3 separate regions of the Danio rerio genome follow, and all the other regions are linked to region 2. Evidence: chromatin contacts called from public Hi-C data. All regions are on one chromosome and are shown on one strand. Each heading gives the region's core, a stretch centred on a gene start, on an enhancer-like site or on the middle of the called end of the contact. The rest is flanking DNA. Distances are from core to core; before and after follow the strand shown. Region 1 overlaps znf609a (zinc finger protein 609a). Region 2 overlaps znf609a (zinc finger protein 609a). Region 3 overlaps znf609a (zinc finger protein 609a).

Region 1 (2,700 bases), core at 134-2,633, 53 kb before region 2:
GATAGATAGATAGATAGATAGATAGATAGATAGATAGATAGATAGATAGATAGATAGATAGATAGATAGATAGATAGATAGATAGATAGATAGATAGATAGACAGATAGATAGATAGATAGATAGATGGATGGATGGATGTATGGATGGATGGAGAGACGGATGGATGGATGGATGGATGGATAGATAGATAGATAGATAGATAGATAGATAGATAGATAGATAGATAGATAGACAGATGGATGGATGGATGGATGGATGGATGAACGGATGGATGGATGGATGGATGGATGGATGGATGAACGGATGGATGGACGGACAGACAGATGGATGGATGGATGGTTGGATGGACAGACAGATAGATAGATAGACGGACAGACAGTTGGACAGATAGACAGATAAATAGACGGACGGACGGACGGACGGATGGATAGATAGATAGATAGATAGATGGATGGATAGTTCACCACATCACCACAATTAAGTTCCTGCCAAATATTCCATTCTAATATGAATTCTGTGTGATTAATAAGCGCTTGTAATCGGTGAGGACCGGTGTGACGTCCTCATTAGTGGCCGGTTTTCATATTTTACTATGTAAGCCAGGACAATTGAGCCCTCACAAGTATAGCTAAACCAGAACACACACACACACAAGCATCTGACCTTGTCATATTATACACTGATGTGTGGTGTGTTTGAGTGCGTCTCTCAGTGACACACACACACACACACACACACACACACACACACACACACACAGATCAGTTTGTTCTCGACGGGGCATCAATCGCCTGCCTCTAAAACAGCTTATCAAAAGCTGCCAGGCAATAAACATTTCACACGGCAGTCGACGCGACACAAACCCCTCCGAGTGTTTAGTTCTGCCCTTCACGCTGCGTTTCCTTGACAACTGGCAACCGCGCGCCGCCACGGCAACGGAACCCATTCCATCTCAATGACACAAGCGGGAGAATTCTCCATCCTCCAATCCGGTCTGTGAACGGGAAACTTGCAGGAGACTGAAGGAGAATAACAATATATAGAGGAGTTGTACATCTGCTAGCGATTAGCATGACATCAGCTGTTGTTGAAACGGGACCACCGGCGGGGGGAAAGGTGAACGGGGAAGTTAAAGACGCTGCCAGTCTCCGTGTGATTGTTCAAAGCGTGCGCCGTTATTAGTGATGGCTCAGAGTTCAGAGAGAAACACGGAGCTGGAGCTGCTTCACTCACACACACTCTCATTAAACACACTCTGACAGTCGGCCACACTACAGCTGTGTGTGTGTGTGTGTTTGGGTGTGCATATACATATATATATCTGTGTGTGTGTGTGACATTCCCTGTGAGTGACCTCTGTATGTCAGTGAGTCTCTTGTTGAAACTGGAGCTCCAGTCTTCAGCTTTGAACTGACATTTGCACTCTTGCACTGAGAGTTTCCTGCTTTAGAGAGAGAGAGAGAGAGAGAGAGAGAGAGAGAGAGAGAGAGAGAGAGAGAGAGAGAGAGAGAGAGAGAGGAAGAGAGAGAGAGAGAGAGAGAGAGAGAGAGAGAGAGAGAGAGAGAGAGAGAGAGAGAGAGAGAGAGAGAGAGAGAGAGAGAGAGAGAGAGAGAGAGAGAGTCTACTATCATCAACTGATCTCCTATGGATGGATGGACAGATAGAGGGATAGACAGACACTGGGGGGTGGGGGTGGGGTTAGATGTATGAGATCCAAATGTTTACATTCATATAATAATTAATCACCTGTTTCTTATTGTTCAGTCTCTAAAAGTGACGGGGACGTATCACCCCCATCCCCGATTACTATGCGGATCGATGGACAGATGTATAGTTAGATAGATAGATGGATGGATGGATAAGATAGATAGACAGAGAGACAGACAGACGGATGGATGGATGGATGAATGAATGGACGGACGGATGGATGGACAGATAGATAGATGGATGGACAGACGGATGGATGGACGAATGGACAGATAGATAGATAGATAGATAGATAGATAGATAGATAGATAGATAGATAGACAGATAGACAGACGGATAGATGGACAGATGGATGGATGGATGAATGGACAGATAGATAGATAGATAGATAGATAGATAGATAGATAGATAGATAGATAGATAGATAGATAGATAGATAGATAGATAGATAGATAGATGGATGGATGGACAGATGGATAGATGGACAGACGAATGGATGGATGGATGGATGGATGGTAAGATAGATAGACGGATGGATGGATAAGATAGATAGACAGAGAGACAGACAGACGGATGGATGGATGGATGAATGAATGGACGGACGGATGGATGGACAGATAGATAGACAGATGGATGGACAGACGGATGGATGGACAGATGGATGGATGGATGGATGAATGGACAGATAGATAGATAGATAGATAGACAGATGGATGGATGGACAGATGGATAGATGGACAGACGAATGGATGGATGGAGGGATGGATGGATAGATAGACAGATAGATAGATGGACAGATGGATAGATGGACAGACGAATGGACAGATGAATGGATGGATGGATGGATGGATGGACAGATAGATAGATGGACAGACGGATAGATGGACAGATGGATGGATGGATGAATGGACAGATAGATAGATAGATAGATAGATAGATAGATAGATAGATAGATAGATAGATAGATAGATAGATAGATAGATAGATAGAC
Region 2 (3,101 bases), core at 52-2,551:
GCTAAATCTATAGCCAAATATTGATTATTAGATTGTTTTATTATTAGAACATGTGGTCGATTGGTAAAGCTAAATCTACATCTATAGCTAAATCTATAGCCAAATATTGATTTTTGGATTGTTTAGTTAGAACGTGGTAATAGAAAGGACGATTGTTATATTAAAAATTAAATGTATAGCTAAATATTGATTATTGGATTATTTTATAATTAGAACATGTGGTCATGGAAAGGATGATTGCTATAGCTAAATCTAAATCTATAGCTAAATACTGATTATAAGGTTATTTTTATTAGAGCATGTGGTCATGGAAAGGACGATTGCTTAATCTATCGCCTAATCTATAGCTAAACATTGATTATCGGATTATTTTATTATTATAACTTGTGGTCATGAAAAGAACGATTGCTATAGCTAAATATAAATCTATAGCTATCAGATTATTTTATTATTAGAACATGTGGTCGATTGGTACAGCTAAATATACATCTATAGCTAAATCTATAGCCAAATGTGGATTTTTTAATTGCTTAGTTAGAACATGTGGTCATAAAAAGGACGACTGCTATAGCTAAATCTAAATCTATAGCTAAATCTATAACTAATTATTGATTATCGGGTTATTTTATTATTAGAACATGTGGTCATGGAAAGGAAGACTGCTATAGCCAAATCTAAACAATAGCTGAAGTGCTTGAGGAAATGAAATAATAATAACAGGCATTTTAGATTGATCAACACAACATTTCAGATGTTTCAATGAGCTGGAAATGCTGCAAAGTCCATTAATGCATCCCATCGTATACATCATCATCATCACATGGTTTGTTTAAAGTAAATCACATCACTTTAATGATGCTTGAATTTATTCAGTTAATGTTTCCATCATAGTTGATGCACTTTCTAATCAGATCCTACTCAATCTGGATGTTTCCATTAAGCATTTGTATGCAATATTCCAAAATTCACATAAAAATATGTCGATAAAGACATACAGAGACAAGAATGAACAGCATTTCTTCATCCAAAGCACTATCAGAGAGATCAGGCAGCCAAAAACCTTTCATTAAACCTGAAGGACTTGAAACGCAGCCCACGTTTTCCCTCGCTGGCACCATAAAACCACATACATTTAAGCAGCGTTCCTCTGCTTTTGCCCCAGTTTCTCAAGAGATGGATCAGCGCCAGTTCACCTCTGGGGTGCTCTCGCTTTCCAACCCAAGCGTGAAAACAGACAATCCGAGAGGAGAAAACAAGTGGAAGAGATGTGTTTGTGTGGCCTGAACACAACAGCCTAGTACCGCTCTGAGTAATCTGACCTCCACACAGGCAAGAGGAAAATCTCCCCTGCAGACAGCATAACAATCAAGATAGTGTTTCCTGCGTGGGAAAAAAAAAAAAAAAGACGAGTCCTTGAAGCATGCAAGTATTGAGGGCAAACAACCTGCATTAAGCCAGATGGCGGAAGATCAGCCTGCGCAGAAAGAGCAAGAGACCTCAGATTGCCTGATAACCGCACAAGCTTTAACGGATGGCTTAGCATCTATTGATTCCATAAGGAAGTGCGCGCTAAGCTGTCTGGAAGCAAAATGAGATTCAAAGTGAAGGCTAACAAACAACTCTAAGTAAATGCACATGAGGCCGCGAGGCTATCCGGGTCCAATCGGTCACGATCATTAATGATACTGGCTTGTAATACGCTTGGCTTAAGCTCGCCAGGCCTGTCGGATCCTGCTGCTTGCTTTGAAGACGGTATAAAATCACTCAAATAAACAGGACGGATTAATTGCTTGACCACAATTAGTTGAGAGTGGGATGACATGCTCATGTGAAACCTGAGCGTGATTTAGCACGCTTGCAAAAACGAAACCCCACATACAGTCTTTGTTTCTGCATCTGTGGATTTCAGAAGGTTTGCTTGTACCTTAATGATGACGCAGATGTTAAACGGGTGTTTGGTAATCCTCTCTATGCTGGAAACATGTGTGTAGGCTTATCGAATGATCAGGTATTAGCGAAATGATCAGACATGCTCCAACATGCATGCTGGGTTGTCCTTGTCGGGGAAAATAAGTATTGAACTCGTCACCATTTTTCTCTGAAAGCATATCTCTAAAGGTGCCGTTGACTTAAAGTTTTCCCTGGATGTTGGTAACAACCAAAGAAATCCATATATGCAACGAAACAAATCTAATCAGTTACCAAATAAACCTCTGTGCAGGGGCGTCGCTAGATCCAATTCACTGGGGCACGTAAAAATAGCCAGTGCCCTAGCAAATGCTTCGAGATATGATTTACTTCACATGCAAAGGGCCCTATCATACACCCGGCGCAGTGTGGCGTAAGGCGTTGCGCAATAGTCTTTTGGTAGTTTCAGCTTGACGCAAGAGTGGTTTTGAGGTGTTGCACTACGCTGTTTAAATAGCAAATGCATTAGCGCTCATATGTGCGCCTATAGGTGTTCTGCTCTAAAAAGGGAGGCGTTCTGAGGCGGACCGCTGGTGTGTTGATATTTTGAGAAACTATAATAGATTTTTCATTAGACCAAAACTAACCCGGTCTAAACTCCAGCGCAGAGTTGTGCCTCGCTTACACACTGCTTAATACACACAAGAGAGCAATAGGCAAATATCTTTACATATGAAAAAAATTTAATATTAAGGATATATATAGGATATAATAAGAATAGATATAGAATATAAATATAAAGGATTAAAATATTACAAAACATATTATTTTCTAGCCTACATAAATATAAAAAAACCACTGCTTTCATGTCTTCTTCATCTCGGGGGCTTTTTCAGTTCATTCATAACAATTTGCTTTTGTATAATGTTATTATTATTAGCAGTATTATTTATTATATCCATATTTATATTTGTTTTATTAAAAACAGGCTTAGATTTGTCCACCTGTCAGGTTTTAGACCATATGGGGCATGGCAGGTGTATTTGGATATAACTCAGGTTTTTGACCACACTTGGTTATTATTGTTCATTTATTCGTTTGCTGGAAATTAGAACTGAATTTAGAAATAGTTTTGAAACGAATATTTGCGCTTAACAAACTAAATTAATTATTTATAGGCTAATTGATGTCTG
Region 3 (2,749 bases), core at 41-2,540, 35 kb after region 2:
GACATATACATTAGATATTGCATAAAATCCGTAAGCATGCATCAATACCGCCGCCATATTGGTGAGGGCTTCAAGCACAAAACTCATTCAACCACACTTAGACAAGACCAAAGCCAATCTGAAGATGCTAACCGATGTTTACAGCAAGCGCAGGTCTATTTTAGTGTTTATTCACACTTTATTTAAAGGCTACAACAAAACTGCTGTTCTGGACACTTTTAACATCAACAAATTGGTTAACAGTTAACTTGCTAGGTTATATTTAAAAACCAACCTACAAACACAAACTGCTGTTTTACAGTTAATTTGCTAGGTTTTACTTTAAAATCTATAGATATATACATTAGATATCGATTACAGGCCATGAGCATGTGTCAATACCGCCGCCATATTGGTCAGGGCTTCCAGCACCAAACTCATTCAAGCCCACCTAGACAAGCCAATCTGAAGATGCTCACCTTCTATGTTCACAGCAAACGCAGGTTTATTTTAGTGTTTATTCACACTTTATTTACAGGCTACAACACAAACTGCTGTTCTGGACACTTTTAACATCAACAAATTGGTCAACAGCTAACTTGCTAGGTTGTACTAAAAAACAAACATCATTAGATATGGCATACAGGCCATGAGCATACATCAATCATTTACAGTTAACTTGCTAGGTTGTACTTAAAAGGTGCATATAAATCACTGGACTAAACTATTAGCATTGCGCATTATTTCCATTATTCATTAAATTAACCATTACATTTATTTAAAGTGTCTAACCCTACCCTACACCTAAACTCAACCCTTAAAGTAAACACCAATTATATTGATTATTAGTCCTATTATTAATTAAATTATCCATTAAATTATATTTTATTATCATCTACCCCTACCCTAAGCCTCACGCTAATACAAAAACAGTCATTATTGCTGTTCTGTGTTTATTATATTGTATTGCAGTAATAATAGAAGTCATTTTCAGCAACTTCCGGCCACAGATGTCTCCTTTCCAGACTGTGCCCTCTGCAAACATGGCCGCCACCCTGGCAAAACGTGCACATGCTCATGGCACACACACACATACACTAAAATACACACAATCAATGGCAAAGAACAGAAAGCTGAACATCTTCTCTGCGCTGAAAACCGCATTTCCTCAAAGCAGCCTGGATCCTTCCCTCCCTGTGCGCATGTGTGTGTTCGTCAATATGCATGCACAGAAACGAGGATACACACACACACACACACACTGACAGCGAAGGACAGCTGCTCTCGCTCTTCCCTTCCCCCAGACTCTCAGAAACGGAGCGAACGCATGCGGACGGAGGGAGAGAAAGAGAGAAAGATGGAGGAGAGCAGTAGGGAGGGGGAAGGCGGCCATGAAAGGGCTTTGTTTCTAGTTGCTCTGATGGCTTTCACAGACACTGATTGAACACCAGAGCAGGATCACGACACTGGAGAGCATATTTAATAGACTGCTATAGGCTCATCTGTGTCATTGAAGTATTACGATTATGAACTTAAATTAAATAAATACAATGGTTTTGAATAGGAATGGGCATGGGAATTGTTTAAAGGTGCAGTGTGTGAGTTTTTGACAACATAATAATACCATAATATGTGTGCAGATATTCAGAAACATGCTCAGTGAACATTCTTGTCTGTCTAAATAGCAATGCTGAAGTCAGATGTTCTGCTTTGAGAATGTGCTTTACGTGCCAGAACGTCTGTCTTTGTTTTGGTCCCTTTAACCCGCCCACTGCCAGTTCAGCCAATTATATTACAGCACTCAGGGTTGCCAGATGGTGGAATTTAGAATATTTACATTCATTCATTTAGTCAGGAAGGCTCTCAAAGTGTGTGTCCGTAACCTAAATGTAACCTCTGGTGGACAGCAGCAGACTCTGAAATGAGATGCAGATTCAGAGTTCCACATGAGGTTATTAATTAGCAAGTAATATAAATATTATGAGCGTAAACATTCGGTGAGCAGGTTACAACACGCTAAAGTCCTAACAACACGCTATATGATTCCGTAATAAGCAAGTTGGCTGTTTGCAGCAGACGAAATACGACGAAAACTAAATATTGCAATGTCAGTTTTTTCAATATATATAGTCAATCCTAGAGCTGCACGAATGACTGAAAAAAGATCGCGATCTTATTGTTCTGTCTCCCGGAAAACTTCCAGATTTCCACCAGTGAGATTCATTAAATATGACGGGGCGAGGCGAGCTTTTGTTGCGAACTCGGTGCTACAGAGACAAGAACTGTGACACCACAGCTGCCCCCGCTCTGATCATACAGGTTTGGATTTGAGCAACAGTGTGGAAGGAGCCTCCACTCTTTCTGTAACAAGCTACAAGTCTTTTATCTAACTAAATTAATCTTGCTTAACAAACAAAACATTGATTCACCAGCTTTTCTTAATGGAATTACAGTAGTAGAATATAGCCTAAGGTGGATATATAGTGTTTTGCATGTTATGTTATGCACATTCTGGCCAAAACTAACTCAGAATCTTATTATTATTGATCAATCTTTGTATATATTATTCCATATATTTATGATGTATTGTTCTTTTTAATCAATTTAAGATGTTTGACAATGTTACGATTAATATGTTGCATGTTGGTAGGGCTGGGCGATTTTTCCGATTTTTTTCGATTAATTCGAATTTACGTTTTAAGACGATTTAATTTTGAATGAAATCGAGAAATCGCGATTTTTAAAAATATATATATTTAATACATTATAA

The links. A called contact is a pair of places that touch in the nucleus more often than the background predicts.
Region 1: a Hi-C map of an unstated tissue shows a contact between it and region 2, with 4 times the contacts expected there. The contact joins two enhancer-like sites. A contact is called at or near these places in 2 of 18 Hi-C or Micro-C datasets (caudal fin and an unstated tissue).
Region 3: a Hi-C map of an unstated tissue shows a contact between it and region 2, with 2.2 times the contacts expected there. The contact joins two enhancer-like sites. A contact is called at or near these places in 2 of 18 Hi-C or Micro-C datasets (caudal fin and an unstated tissue).

What each region holds. Positions count from the first base shown.
Region 1 is chr25:1,267,783-1,270,482 of GRCz12tu, forward strand. The region is part of intron 3 of znf609a (zinc finger protein 609a); the gene reads right to left. It also overlaps a transcript of twf1a not described here. Among named protein-coding and RNA genes, the nearest start is that of gramd2ab, 34 kb to the left of the region's middle. Within about 2 kb of position 1,384, at least 20 of the 62 cell types and tissues checked have an H3K27ac peak or open chromatin away from gene starts, as enhancers often do.
Region 2 is chr25:1,321,295-1,324,395 of GRCz12tu, forward strand. The region is part of intron 2 of znf609a (zinc finger protein 609a); the gene reads right to left. It also overlaps a transcript of twf1a not described here. Among named protein-coding and RNA genes, the nearest start is that of gramd2ab, 87 kb to the left of the region's middle. Within about 2 kb of position 1,302, at least 18 of the 62 cell types and tissues checked have an H3K27ac peak or open chromatin away from gene starts, as enhancers often do.
Region 3 is chr25:1,356,766-1,359,514 of GRCz12tu, forward strand. All of the region lies in intron 2 of znf609a (zinc finger protein 609a), which reads right to left. Among named protein-coding and RNA genes, the nearest start is that of znf609a, 66 kb to the right of the region's middle. Within about 2 kb of position 1,291, at least 45 of the 62 cell types and tissues checked have an H3K27ac peak or open chromatin away from gene starts, as enhancers often do.